Regions from separate parts of the Anas platyrhynchos genome. Here region 2 is linked to region 1. Evidence: chromatin contacts called from public Hi-C data. All regions are on one chromosome and are shown on one strand. Each heading gives the region's core, a stretch centred on a gene start, on an enhancer-like site or on the middle of the called end of the contact. The rest is flanking DNA. Distances are from core to core; before and after follow the strand shown.

Region 1 (7,451 bases), core at 3,258-5,757:
AGGGACGACGGGGGGAGAAATTTGAGCTGATGATACACCACCACTCACCTGCCCCCTTCCCCAAGCAGTTGGTTCACAAGAGCATTCGTTCGGATTGCAACCTGTGCTCTCTGCCATCCCTTTTTATTCCCAGTTCTCCAGAATTTCATTTCATTTCTGCTTTCAAGTCATATGCTGCTTTTCATTGTGTTCCTAAAACGGCAATATTTTTTTTCCCCTCCCTCTCAAAAGGCTGCTTTGCAACTTTGTGCTTTCTCTCACATTAGCAAAGGGTGGAAATTTCCACTGACGCACTGTTGATAACTGAAGGAGAAGTGGGGGAAGGGAGGATGAGCTGTTGCAGCATATCTTTATATGACTCCTCGCAGAATAGGTATTTTATCTGAGGGTACAAAACTGCAGTCACTGGCGACAATGCCATTTCTTGAAACAACACCCATTCCTCAGCATAACAGGCAATGATTGCCTCCCTGTGCCAAAAGAGAAGGAAGGAAAAGAGGGCCAGCATAAAAAAAAAAAATATATTATTCTTTCATTAAAGAAAGAGCAGAAACTGACTGCTGCAAGCAAAACAACCAAATGCAATTGATAATGCAATTCCTGAGGAGATCTGGAGCACCTTTCCTCTAAATACATGCATTTAAATTAGCTGCCATCAGGCTGTGGGCTTTTTTTAAGCCCGCTCTCCATAAAGCATGCAGTAACCTTAATTTCAGCCGGCCATCTCTGACCCGACACACCACGCTGCCGCCACTGTTTGCGTAGTAAACAAAAGCAAATCCCAGCCAGACTCAAAGATGGGGAAAAATACAGGAATGCAGGAGGGAAACTACCTCATTCCTGCAAGCAAAAATGCAGAAGCGTTCAGGCTGCCCAGGAGTCAGCCGAGTCATCAGGGGAGAAATGCAGGAAAATTCCACTGATTCACTATGAGACCACAGTTATTTTTGTCATCACGCTCCACTGTAAATAGAAGGATGATTTAAATACAGGAGAGCAGCCTAACCACTGAAATGTACTGAAACAATGTGTTAATTGAAAAAAAAAAAAAAAAGAGGAAAATCATAGGATTTCAGGAAAAGAAGGACATGCTTTTGCATATGAAAAAAATGCTATGTTTCATGTATCCTTTTTAATACATCCAAGCCAGAAATCATTTGAATTTGAGTCCTAAGGTCCTATGGATGCTTGTATATTTTGCTTTCACATGGACAGTCTGTGACTTCAAAGAACCCTGAAAGGCACCTGGATCAAAACTCACTTTTAAATCCTCCTGGAATATGACTGTGAGGCTATGTTCAATGTACCTGAGGAACAGAGGGAAAAAAGCACACTTACAGGGGACTTGGAAGAGGCTGTGTGGTGCCATTGTTGTGCCCAGAAAATGTCTGTATGCTTAAAGATGATAAGCTTTAATAATAAACTCAATTAGCTATCTTTCCTTTAAATTTCTCCTTTACGCAGCAACACGAAGTTTAAGTAAGCTTCCCCAGTAGGAGAGTGGAAGATACAAAGGCAAGAAAATGTACAACTAAAGCATCCCAGAAGGAAACAAGAAACTATCTGGAGGAAAGCAAGCTGCAGTACTCTCATGGAAGTAGCTGGACAGTCGTTTTCTCCATGGTAATCCTCTGTTAATGAAATTGCTCTGCTACCAGAATGCCCACTTCATCTTTGGAACCACTGAGTTGCTCTTGAAGAGCAGTAGTTTTGCTTTTCTCTTTGGCTCTTGTGGTCACTATTCTTCCTTAGCAGGGCAGGTGGGTGAGTTTATGCTCAGAAGGACCATCATCTTGTAGCTGGAAGAACTAATACACGTGTTACTACTTCTAACTAAAACACTCCTATGGAATAGAAGAAAGACCTCTGAAAATCACAAGGACAGCAACGGAGACATTCCAGATCAAAACCAAAAGCCAGTGCTTTAGTAACTAGATTGTGCCACAGCAATGACACAAATAATCCACAATGAACCAATACTGGGGAGAAAAAAAAATACTTTTTGTTGTTGTTGTTATTGTTTTGTTTTTTTTAAAAACTGTGCACATTCTTCAGAAATTTCATTTGCCAAATTCTATACCCAGACGCCTGTTATTAAGCTAATTAAATAACAGAAAGACATTCTGCAGCGTTGCAGAAAAATTCTGTTTCACTGCAAAAGAGAAACAAGCCTGACCTACTCGGAGTGTTTGACAAGTCACGCTCTCTGGGCAGCATTTGAGATGTCTGCAAATTTGTTATGAGCACAGCTGCAGTTACACAGCAAGTATTAATTCAGAGTTTAAAAAAAAAAAAAAGTGACTGCTTCCCACCTGACCAAGACCACTATTTAGTGCAGCCATCACATTTAATCACCATGCTTGCATAAAGATGCTACAGAATTTACCGCACCAGAAATTGATGCTGGCACCTCAGCATCACAAACTACTGTACTGTGCCATTCCTGCTAAAAAGCTTCAAAACTGCAAATCGCACCCTCAATGATAAGGTGAGGGGAAAAAAAAAAAAAAAAAAAAAAACAACTCAACATTTCAGGGCTCTGGTACCCAAGGTAGATGCACATTTATACATGAATGTGGACAAAAGCATTTGAAGGAAAAGTAATGGTTCAACTCATCAATGGAGAAAGCCCCATCTAGTGGAAGAAGACAATCAATTTAGTAGAAAATGCTACAAACATGCCTCATACTCAAACATTCAAACTGTGTCTGTTCTCATCCCAGTACATCACAGATCCCGAACTCCTTTTTGCTGAAACACATTAAAATGTTCTAAAATCTGAACAAAAATCACACTTAGGTTGTGCACTAACCATAAATTTAGGCTGGCAGTGTTAAAGAAGGAAAGTTTGCATCTTCCTGCCTCTGTTTTTCTTTGCCCCTGTTTGGCCTTCAGGAGCCATGAAAATCAAGTGAGCCTACCTGAGGGAAGCTACACATGTTGGTGTATTATCTGCAGGATGAAGTCCTTCAGCTACATGATAGCTTGTATTTTATTGGGGAAGAGATAGTGTGTTGAAAGTTGAGAACACTCCTGAGAATGACTCTGATGGGTAACTATTATTTTACTCGTAAAACTGCATCCTGACAGCATGGGTTACTGGATGACAATTTAACATCTCTTGTCCTCAAAGAATATTACTCTGCCACAAGCTGCTTGTTTAAAATGAAGTTGTGTTAGTTCTGAAACCTAGATACTTTATGGAAAGAGTCAAAGTTTGAGCATGTGACATAATTTACACAGATATGTTCAGATCTCCTAAAGAGCATTATGTTCCATTACTGAAATACTCATCTTAATAACTACTTATTTCTTGTGTATTAGGCCACTGAGGCACAAAGAAATTAGGTAGACTCATGCTCCTTTCCTGAGCCCGTGCTTTGGCAATGACCATTAAGTCAGGTGCCATATAATAGAGGCAAAACACAAGGTGCTTCCACAGGAGGGGAAACTGCTTCAGACCCTAAACCACCAAGAGAAGCTGGGAGTGAGCTGTGGGAAGGCCAGGACAGCCTGTGGGAGGCGTGTAGCCTTCCTCACCATTGCGGAGGGGATGCTGGTACTGAAGCCTGGTGAGCTGCTCCCAGTTCCTGGGGAGCAATCACAGCACTGCAGAGCCTAAAAACCTCATGCATCCTTAGGAAAGCATCTCATTTTTGGGGCCTTGCAGTTTTCCCACTGTCACACAAACATACCCACCTTGCAACTCAAATTGTAACTTTAATTTCCTGATGTCTGCTCTGGTCAGATGCTGCAGGTACATACATTTATATATACACTTTCCGTGCTACTTCACAGATCCCAGCAATCACTAGGATCCTTGCACACCTCAGACTGAAAATTCCCCATACACTTGTTAAGGTAAGCTCCCAAAATACAACTCAGCACGTACAGAAGTAAGACCTGAGCTTGCTATTTCAGAGAATAAGTGGGTTGATGAGATAACAGAGTGAACAGCAAAACAAAAAGATTAAGAGACAAGCAAGCAGATAACAAAAGAACATTGTTGTCTTCTCAAAAATCAAAGTTTAAAAGAGAAAAAGAAAACAAGGCAATGGAAATTGTTAGGAACAACCAGGGAGATAGGTCTAAAAACATTACCATGTTACAGGTAGATTAAGCAGGGAAAAGCACACGCATACACAGAACAAAGTGGAAGGGGAAGACCACGGTGCTGTGCTGATTTATGAAATGGTACTAAATCTGAGCACTGAGCAGGCTGATGCACAACAAAAACAAACTAAAAAAAAAAAACACACTAACTCTTACAACAAATCTCTAGTGGATACCAGGATATCAAATGGAAGGCAATAATCAAACCCCAATTACACTCGACCACATTCTTCTCCCCAGAGTCCCTGTCCTATCCCCTTCCAGTTTAACAGAAACCTGGTCTGCAAAAAGTTTGAGCCACTACCTTCCCAAAGGAGTGCCTGAATCATTTTTTTAAGATCTGTTTTGCAGCCTCTGTTGTAGCAGCTCCCCTAAAGCAAAAATATCCAGCATACCAACCGCCTCCCCCAGACCAGCTCCTCGGTCCGATGCCTTGAAGGACGAAGTGCCACAAGCGTATGATTAAGGCACAGCCTGGCAAGGCCAAAGAAAACAGGTATGCCACAAAGTGCAAACCCACAGACTGTGCCACTGAGATCTATCATTTTACGAGCAGTTGCAATATCCTCCAGTTCAGCGCTGACCAAATATGCAGCAATGGCTCGGCAATGTCATCCCCCAGCCCTGGTCTAGACCCTTTATTTGAAAGCAGCTTTGAGGGATTTGTTGCTTCTGTATCATTTTAAACAACAAACAAACTCAAAGTTTAACATTCCTTGAATTCATATCCTAATACACACCTTATTTAAATCAGTTCACTTTTGTTTATTCCAGAAATAAGCACCTCCTGATACGTGTGATACAGTATTAAAAAAATGTGCCAGTGTTAAAAGCAACTTCAGTACACCTCATTAAAAATGATAAACAAGTAGAAACAAGTAGCGGCTAGCAGAACAAATATTTGGCACAAATCTATTGCCCATTAGGAGATACAGCCAGGAATCCTTACTTACATTCCTCAGCTGTTTTTTTCCAGAGATGTGACTGCCACGGGCAAGTCGCTCAGGCTCAGTGCCCCAAGTACACTTCCATACCTAACCCACGCTGGAACCAATGTGTCACATTTCATTCATCCATAAGGTGACTTTGTATTTGTTACAATTTTGTGATATGCTACAGAATGTACTTGAATCATGCTCTTAAATACTTTGAAGCCAAAACAACATTCTGCTACAGCAATTAGTACTGTGAGTTAGCAGCTACTTTGACTTCAGTTTAAAATATCAGTACACTAACAATTTAAAAGTTTTGTTCTTCAGATGTACCCATACGGTTCTTGAAACATACTATTTTCATAATTATCTAAATTCAAAGCCTGTCAACATTAGGTCTCTAAAAAAGGAAGGTGTTTTCTGTCAAAAGAAAGATGCATTTAAGAGAAAGACCTAAATTTGTTTTAATACACTCTCAATGCATATGCATCACCTGCTCAGTGAATACCATCTCCAGAGAAGAAACAAGTCAATTATACATGTGATCCGAGGTCTGCAAAGCTGCTGGTGGAGTAAAACTGTTCATCCCAGTGACAGCTGTGGGCCACAATCCCCTATGGCAGCCTTTGAAAAATCTCAGCTTTACAGAGAACGAGAATTTTGCTGCCAATTGATCTGCAAAGTGTCCTGGATACTCGTAAATTTGTAATGTGCCTGTAACACTGTATAGCTGAGACAGATGATGCTGAAAGCACTGCAGAACTCAGAAGAAAATAATATGTATTGAGGATACAAAGTACCTGCTCGTGGACCTACAACTATGCGTTTTCTAGGTTAATTCCTTCCTATTTACTAAATACACTACAAAAAACCTGGTGGAGCCCAGTGGCAGGTTTGCTGTGTGTACTGCACCTCTTTCTCTGTCAGTCACTCGGTGTTATGATACACTGCATGTAAAGGCTTGAACTGCAGATAGAATTAACTAAATGAAAAGATGCATAGCAAAAGGCTGGGAGAGGGATGATACTACACATGCCACAGAGCACGTCTCAGCAGAGCTGTGAGCAGCTGGCAGTGCCAGGCTGATGGCCCTTGAGTCAAGGTAAGGGGAACAGCCGAGATAACCCTGGGCATTTGTAAAGGAAGCAGGCTGTTTAGGAAAAACACTTTGTTTTCCCATGCAGCTGAGGGGACTCGGTGCCATTCTGAGTGACAGGAAGATGGTTCGAGTAGCGATCGCTAGGGCAAGAGCTGTCTCTAAGAGATGCACTCCATTAAGCTGTGACCTATGCTATGAATATTGTACTGCCCTAATTTTCACACAGGAAAACCAGCCGGGAGGTCAAAGGAAGTAATGGATTCAGCGTGCAACCTAAGCCCACAAGCGTCTCCACGTTCTCAGAAAATAAACTAGCCAAAGCTCTGCTGAGAATCACCAAACTAAGAAAACAAACAAGTCCAACCCCCCAAAATGAAAAGCTCTGAAAGGTTCGCCACTCTCCCCATACACACAGCCTCATTTGCACTCTCACTGAAGCCCTTTAAGTTATTTCAGAAAAAGCCCAGAATGAGGAAAAGGTGAGAGACTATACTGTTTAATACACCACCTCGGTACTGAAGGAGAGACAGGCAGAATTAAAAATTCATTATGAAGGAGAGAAGATGTTAGGATTTTTTAGTGAGTGCACTTACTGAACCATCTTGAAGAGCTTTTTTTTCCCCTTTCTTTTTTAACATTGTCCTGTTAAAAAAGAGATTACTTTAACAGATGTTGTAAAACAGAACTGACTGATTTTATGAGGTGGATAAAGAACTGACTTTTCACTCCCCATTCCTAGATTGTTTAATATTCTGAGCAAGTTACTCTCTGGACCTTATAAAATATCAGATCAGGAATCCACCATAGCTGTACATCAAACTGCAGCCTCTCTGGCATATCTACACAAATGCATTCCCCACATTACCAGGTACTGAAACTGCCTGCTGCTTCCCATTGCAATATCTGGTTTCTCCTGAATTTGAACTCTCTGAACAACAACCTTATCCTTTCCTGTAGTACCTACTTTTAATCGCTTCCTTTTAGGAAGTCAAACAATTTAGAGCAGGGAACTGCCATATTCATATACAGAGGATCCAAATCCAGGGCAAGCAGAACAACTGCTAAATTAATTTAGAGACACTTGAACTGGGAGGTGGAGAAACAACAGTTATGGTGACATAAATCTGATGGCTTCGTGCCCATGTTTCAAAACATGATGGCAATTATTTGTCACTAAAACCACACCTCAAGCAGAAAACAAAATGTGTCTCCTCTCAGCTCTGCAAAGAGGGTTATTATAGTCTACTGATCCCCTCCTCCTGCTTATTAAACAGGTAACCTGTTGTAATAAATGAGTTTAGCTAGCC
Region 2 (7,034 bases), core at 402-2,901, 210 kb before region 1:
TTGGAAACAAAACTTTCCAAACGAAGGGAATGATGTACTATATCTGGTGCAGGAGCTGAACAACAGGAATTCACATTTTCCATTTCCTGGTGCGGAACAAACAAAGTAGGCTTAAAATTAGTAAATCTGTTAGTCACTGCGTTATGAATGGCACGGTCAAGTAAAGCCACGGCTTGGGGAACATGTTTGCTATAGCTACATTTCTAAATAAAACGGGCCTGCTGCTTGGCACGTGGCACACCTTAGCAGGACGGAGCATTTGACATCTCACATCTGAGCATCTTCATGACTGGGGTTTAGGATCAGGCTTCGCAGGGCTGGGATGTACCTCACAAGGCTCTGTGGGCTGCTGCTTGCCATGGCTCGACGGGAAGCAACAAGCCAACAGCTCCCACCCTGGGCTCCACTGCCATGGTGGCTTTTTCAAAACCCTTGTGTTGCGTAGCACTTTGGGATTTCAGTAAAGGAAGTAAGTTTGTGTCTTCCAAAGCAGTTTGGTCTAGATCTGAGCTTTATTTTTAGCTATATTCTTTTCATTTAATGACAGTACCTATTCTGGGGACATTTGCTGTTCAATAACAAGAAGGTACATGCTCAACCAGGAGGATTTAATGAACCCCATCCCTTTTACAACCGTTTTGGTTAAAGTCACCTCACCGTTTGTTGAGGTGATGCTCTCCCCAGGCTGTGGCTGAGCACTGCTTTTCCCAGGTGCCACAAAAGGCGTGAGCAGCTGAAGTCACTTCTGCCAGCCCCAGGTCAGAAGCAGAGGTCTTCAGCCCCACCGCTGGCTGAGAAAGAATGGAAATTATGAGCTTAGCAATAGTCCCTTATTTAAAGCAAGAGGAATGTGTGACAGCCTGAATTAAGGAGGGACAGTTTCGCTCGTGTCTAGCCTATTGTTACAAGTGGGAGGGAATTCAAAAAAACCGAGCAGGCTTGTTTGCTTAGGAGGGAAAGAAAGAAATGCCTGAAGTAACGCAAATATGCAGTGTGTGGAGAAAATGCCCACATATGCACAATTAAAGCGTGAGTGTATAAATGCAGACACAAACCCCAGGGCAGGAGAGGAGCAGGGGCAGGCAGTGCCCTTCATTCAGCAGCTCCAACAACAAGCCAGCCACCCTTCTGGAGGCACAAAATTTCTGCTCTCTGCATGTGTGTTTGAGCTGGGTGCACTGAAACTTCTTAGGGGTGGAAGTTGTGTGGATGGGGGAAGCAGGACCGCTACGGTCTAACAAGGACCCTCCTCAGGAACGGCAGTGGAAGCGAATTTTTGCTTTCTTGCCAGTCCAGGAGCCAGTGGTGTGGAGTAAAAATGTTTCATGGCCATTAGGAAGCCACCAGGTTATGTGGGTATGCCTTTTGTAATCACGACTGTCAGCCCGTCCCGTGCACAAACCACTTTGGGAACCCGCGTCCTTCTGCTGAACCGGCACTGCTGGTGCGCTTCTGCCTCCCTCTTTCTTTTATGTCTGCACAAAACAAAAACTAACCAAAATAAAACCCCAACTACACACATGTGCATGCACACACAAAGCCAAAACTAACGAAAAACCAGGCCAACATGCTAAGGGGCTGGCTTTTAAGGCTGATGGTGTAGATATTGAGATTCATCAGGCCATTTATTTCAGGGGACTGGCACGAAACTCTTGGGCTATGTTTCAGTATCGCTCCCCCATCGCTGCCTTTGACCACTAACCACGCGGACTGTTGGTTTTCGTGTTCTTCATTTCTGCCTTTTTCAGCAGCCTCAGGCTCACATCTCCTGATCGCCGGCAATAAAAGTTGGAGTGCAGCGCTGACAGCATATCTACCACAATTAATCTCTTTCCGCACGCATTCGAGGTTTGCTTTCAGCAATGTCATTAGGTGGAGCTGCAGCCTCTGGCACTTCTTGGGAGCTCCATCTCTGTCATTCATTAAACGCGCTGAAGAGGGACGGTAACCTCAAGACAGATTAATTATCATCATTGCTTCCAAGTATATCGTGCCCAAACTCTATGAGAGGTTTTCTAGGTAACTGAAAGATGAGGTCCCTGCAATGAGGAAGTTGCAATTAAAACCCGCGGTGCTGATATAGGAAAGGAAGAGAAGGAGTTGCCTCGAAGAACAGAGCGGTGAAGTTTGCATTGAGCTTCATTTCGCTGCTCTCCTCCTCACCCTGTATTGCAGGCCCTGCTCTGAGGTAAGGAGTTAAGTGCTGACAAAGTGCATTTGCATAACGTGGGCCCATGGCAAGTTTAGTTATGCTTGCAGGTAGGCTCCTTCCATCCCACGCCAGCACAGCCAGCTCCTAACCCCCACGCATCATTGACCTGCGTTCCTGCATCCACGGGGAGCTGGGGAGGCTCACTCCAGGTAGGGAATAACCAAGAGATGATTTTATTTGAAATGGAGGAGAACTAGTTGGTGATTTTGGTAAAGTCAGGATTTTGTGTCCATCAGTCCTGCAGCTTCTTTACAGCTACCTGAAAGGAGGCTGCAGCAAGGGGGCTGTTGGTCTCTTTTTTTCTCGGGTGAAAAGTGATGAGACACAAGGAAAGGGTCTCATACTGTGCTGGGGAGGTTTAGGTTGGAGATCGGGAAGGATCTCTTCCCAAGGAGGGTGGTCAAGCATTGGAACGAGCTGCCCTCAGAAATGCTGGAGTCCCCATCCCTGGAGGTATTTAGAAGGTGTGTGGACATGGCACTTAGAGACATGGTCTGGTAGGATGGTGAAAATTTTGGTGATCTGGCAGGTCTTTTCCAGCCTAGATGATCCTGCGATGCTGTGCTTTTCCTCCAGACCAGAGAACAAAATGTCAGCAGCTGTGTTAACACCACTGGGTATGGCAGGGACGGGCACTGTGTAAGACGCTGTGGCCCAACACATGCTGCAGTAGTGTTGCAGTCCTAGAAAAATTTGTGGTCTCCATCGTTTTGTTTGCAATGCCATTGTGGTCCAGAGGCACTGCACTTACTGCATCAGCACGCTCAGCACAAAGCTGAAATGTCCCAACAGAAGTATGCCTAGTCAATGCTACCTCTGTGTTTGTTTTCCCACAGACATTGTAGTTAGGGAAATGTGCATATTTCTTTTTTTTATTTATTTTATTTTTTTTTATTGTGTTCTTAGTTTGTGCAGGTCGCTATTGTTTCTAATTTCAGCAAGAGGCAGGGGATCATCTAACAGCGTGTGGCTCTGTGCAAGGAGTGCCTGCTGCAGCTGAGGGGCTGTACCAAGGGATGCATAGCTTGACACCAGTTTCTTACCAATTTTCCCTAAATGCCTGCCCTGACCGCTGTAAGGCAAAATACCGGGTTAAAAGAAATGACCAGTTATGGCTGTTCGTAGGAGCTGGTCAATGTTTCCTGGAAGAAATGATTCACAGCTGGCCTTTACTTCAAGGCATTTGAGATGCTGTGTGCCCTGTCAGATGTTCATGTCTTCTGAGTCAGCCCACACCCTTTTGCTTTTCTCCTGTGAAATGTGTGGCAAAGTGAAGAGGAACCTGGCAGAAAGTGCTCCAGGTGGAGCAACACCACTCTCATGTTGCCTTTTCTGTACTTTCTGTTCCCAAGCCCCAGGACTTTTATTTCCTTCTACTTGGTTGTGATCACAGAAGAAAGATATCCTACATATGTTCATGTGCTAACCAAAGAATGATTTACTCTTTGGATTATAAAGCTACAAACAAGTTGTTGCATAGCCCAAACAGCTACCTGATATTCAGGGCTAGGTGGGATCCTTCCAATCAAAGAAAAACTGGGTGTTGTGGTTCATGCTTGCTTTGTCTGGTTTAGGTTGCAAATATCAAAAGCTTTCCTCCTTGAACCGCAGAGGTGCTCAGCAGCAGGCAGTTTGCTTGCTCACCACACCCACATCGAGCTCCCCCTTCCCTCTCACCTCATGGCATGGGGGGAGCCCCATGTCTGTGCTTGCATCGGGGACACTTCTCTTGCAAACCACCAGCCGCCTTCACGAGGCTCTTCTACCTTTCTGCTTCTGGTGAAGACCTCGGATAGGCTGCCAGGGCACAGCTGGAGAAAATGTGGCCAGCTATGGGTCAGTGAACCAGAAACAGAAAGCATCTTGGGGCTCCTGAAGGGCAGCAGTGTGTTCACACTGCCCACATCTGCTGTTTGCTCAAGGGAGAAAAAAAGACCACAGCGGGGAGATCTGTGTGCCTGCTTCTGCGGAAAAGCTTATCTATACCTGCTGCAAAACACACTTCTTCTTTAAAAGGATAAGAGAAGAAAAAAAGAGTCTGGAATAGCTCTGCCTTTGAAAGCCTTCCTTGATAATGCAGGCAACGCTGGGCCTTACATTACCTGCAAGTGCAGGGAGCGGTGGGTGGCATGTGTGAGGACATAGCTTCGATTATTTTATCTAAATGACTGGAAAGGTATTTTGCTTTTTTGCTTCTCAGGATGCAAGGTTTCCCTTCCCCCATGACCTGGCTCCTTCTCTGAACGAGTGCATTTTTGAGAATGCCTTTCCTAGCACATGGAGGAGCCTCCTCTCACGACCTTAACCTAGCAATTTAGTGCAAATTCTTGTGAGATTGGAAGGGGCGTTTGAACAGCTATTTCTTTCTGTACCATTAGAGGATCTTTGATCTTGCTTTCTGCTGGCAGTGCTGACAGCAAAACTGGTTTCTGAGCATAAAACATCTCTGCTTTTTGGTGTACGGGGAGACCTGTTGATAAAAGCATGGGTATAAAATGCACCTTGAGGTGGCTGGATTCAGAGGAGGAAAAGCCAAAGGTTCAAGAGCATCGAAGGAGAACAATGCAAACCTGTCAGGTTTTCAATACTTCAAACATCAGGAGGAAGAATAAGGCTCCAACAATGCAGGGATTCTGTTGTGGCTTCCAAAAATCCTTCCTCGTGGATCGCTGCCAATACAAACCCTCCTCTGCCCACAGGCATTTGGGTGTGCAAGACTGGCTTTGCTTGGAGATCCGATGATCTTGAGGTCTCTTCCAACCTAGAAATTCTGTGATTCTGTGATTAATGACTGGACTTTTGAATACTGGGGGGTCCAGAGTGTAACCTTTGGGTTTTGCCACCTGATTGAGCCAGGATTGTGGTTTGCCAGTTTTTTTTCCTGACCCTACCAGAAGGTGGGATAAGCAGTGATGTCCCCTGTCCAGTCATCTGCTCTCATTTCTACTTGGTATGTCCTGAAGCCTTCACTGGATATGTGCACACTCTTCAGAGACGTGCCTTTTTTCTTTCTTAACGAAATCTGACATGAATTTTGACTTCTGTGCACTACAAAGGAGGAGAAAGTTTACAGTATTTTCTGCTCGCTAAGTAGTGTTAGCATGACACCAGCATCAAAGTGTGGAGGTCTGAGGTGCTTTTCTACTGCGCCGTTTTATGGACACTTTGCTCATAATGCTTTATTTTTTATGAGTATATAGCTTTTGTACTTCTACCTGGTGTAAGTGAGAACTTCAGACAGCATCTTTAAATCCTCCCTCAAAACGCCCGAAGTGCTATTTAGCTGTACTTTGCTCGGATTGATCCTTTATTTTGAAAGATGTGTGTAGCTTCACTTTCTTTATGCCTACACAGCAAACAGGAACCTCATCCCAGGCAGACAACCCGAGGAAGAAGATGTGGAGAGCCTCTTGCACACATGGCTCCTCCTGGCTGCACCTGGGACCTTCCTGCTCTCCCCCTGCCCTTCCTTGACAGTGGTTGAGAAAAGAAGGGCTTCTGGGGCTATGATCCCAACCAAAGCTGTCACCCAGCTGGGCACTGGATCCTGAGGTGCCCAGCCTTGCCTGGTGGCTTCCCAAGGAGATCACCCACTACCCAGGGCAGCACCCCGCAGGCTGCCTGGGCTGTGCCTGCACAGCTCCAAGACTTCTTAGATTCATTGCACAAAAGGAGGAAAATGGCTTTCTTTTTCCCCTTTTTTGTGCAAGGAGAGACTCATCTAGGGCTTCCCACACCCTTAAGACCTTGTACCATGTATGTGGGGTCAGACAGGCACACTCCTTTTCTGCAGGTTGGCAGCAGCAGGGCACCAACATGCTGCGGGCTGGTCCCAGGGGGGATGTGAGCCCCTGCTGGGGCACCTGAGCACCTTGAGCAAGGCCAGCACAAGCGAGGAAGTGAGGCAGCAACTAACCTTTTTAATTTTCTTTTTTTTTTTTTTTTTTTTTTTTTTTTTTTTTTTTAAATTGCGACTTTGGATGGGTTTGGACAACATGCTAAGATTGACTTGGAAACCCTTCAGAGGGCCACAGACCCAGTCCAGTGTTTTAATGAGCAAATATTCTGAGGGAGGCAAAAGTGAGCAAATTCTACAGAGGAATTACATGGGGTTTGTTGTTTTCTGTCTCAAAGATGCAGAGGGAAACAGAGAGCCCCTATATAAATGGTGTTTTCACCCATGCAAACAGCATTTTTAAAACATCTTTTCATAGGACTGAGCATTTGTAGGGGAGCCTGGTGGGTAATAAAAAAAAAAAATAAAACTCTGTTTTTTATTTACCAGACTCAATCTATTTGTGGAAAAAATTATTCACAGTCTGTTTAAAAAGAAAAGGAATGAAATATTTGGTAAGCAACTCGCCCTGCTGCTGGATGCCAGCGTGCCTGTGGCTGTTGAGTTGTATCCAGGTGTTTGTCTGGCACCAAGCAAGGACAAGGTGCAGATTGCCCAAACTGCTGTCTTTGGAAAGGAGTGGGAACTGCCACATGGGTCCTGCTGGAGCTGATAGCCACAGCCAGGAGCCATGATCTGGAGTGTGTGTGAATTTGTAGCTGACAATGCAGCCTTCCCACAGCACTTGGTGCATGGTCGGAAAAACAAACTGCAGCATAGGTCACCACTAAACCCAATTTTCCCTGTCTGGTCATTAAAGCAGTGATTGCTTGCTGATTGGGGATGACTCATCTGAATCATCACCATAAAAATGTAATGCTCCAGCCTCTGTGCCTCTACCGGCATCCAGGAATTACTCTTCAGTGCAAGGGAATTGAAATTAACCTTGTTGTGGGGGTTGGAAGCCTCTCCATCCAGTGCCTTTTC

What was found. Hi-C and Micro-C count contacts between places; a contact is called where the count stands out from the background.
Region 2: a contact with region 1 is called in a Hi-C map of subcutaneous adipose tissue, with 1.6 times the contacts expected there. The contact joins the promoter of KCNE1 here to the enhancer-like site in region 1. A contact is called at or near these places in 2 of 8 Hi-C or Micro-C datasets (liver and subcutaneous adipose tissue).

The regions. Positions count from the first base shown.
Region 1 is chr1:111,145,552-111,153,002 of IASCAAS_PekinDuck_T2T, reverse strand. The region is part of intron 2 of MRPS6 (mitochondrial ribosomal protein S6); the gene reads right to left. Among named protein-coding and RNA genes, the nearest start is that of MRPS6, 39 kb to the right of the region's middle. Within about 2 kb of position 4,507, at least 2 of the 8 cell types and tissues checked have an H3K27ac peak or open chromatin away from gene starts, as enhancers often do.
Region 2 is chr1:111,355,253-111,362,286 of IASCAAS_PekinDuck_T2T, reverse strand. KCNE1 (potassium voltage-gated channel subfamily E regulatory subunit 1) reads left to right here and starts at 1,651. Exons shown (of 2, transcript XM_038173395.2): 1 at 1,651-2,188.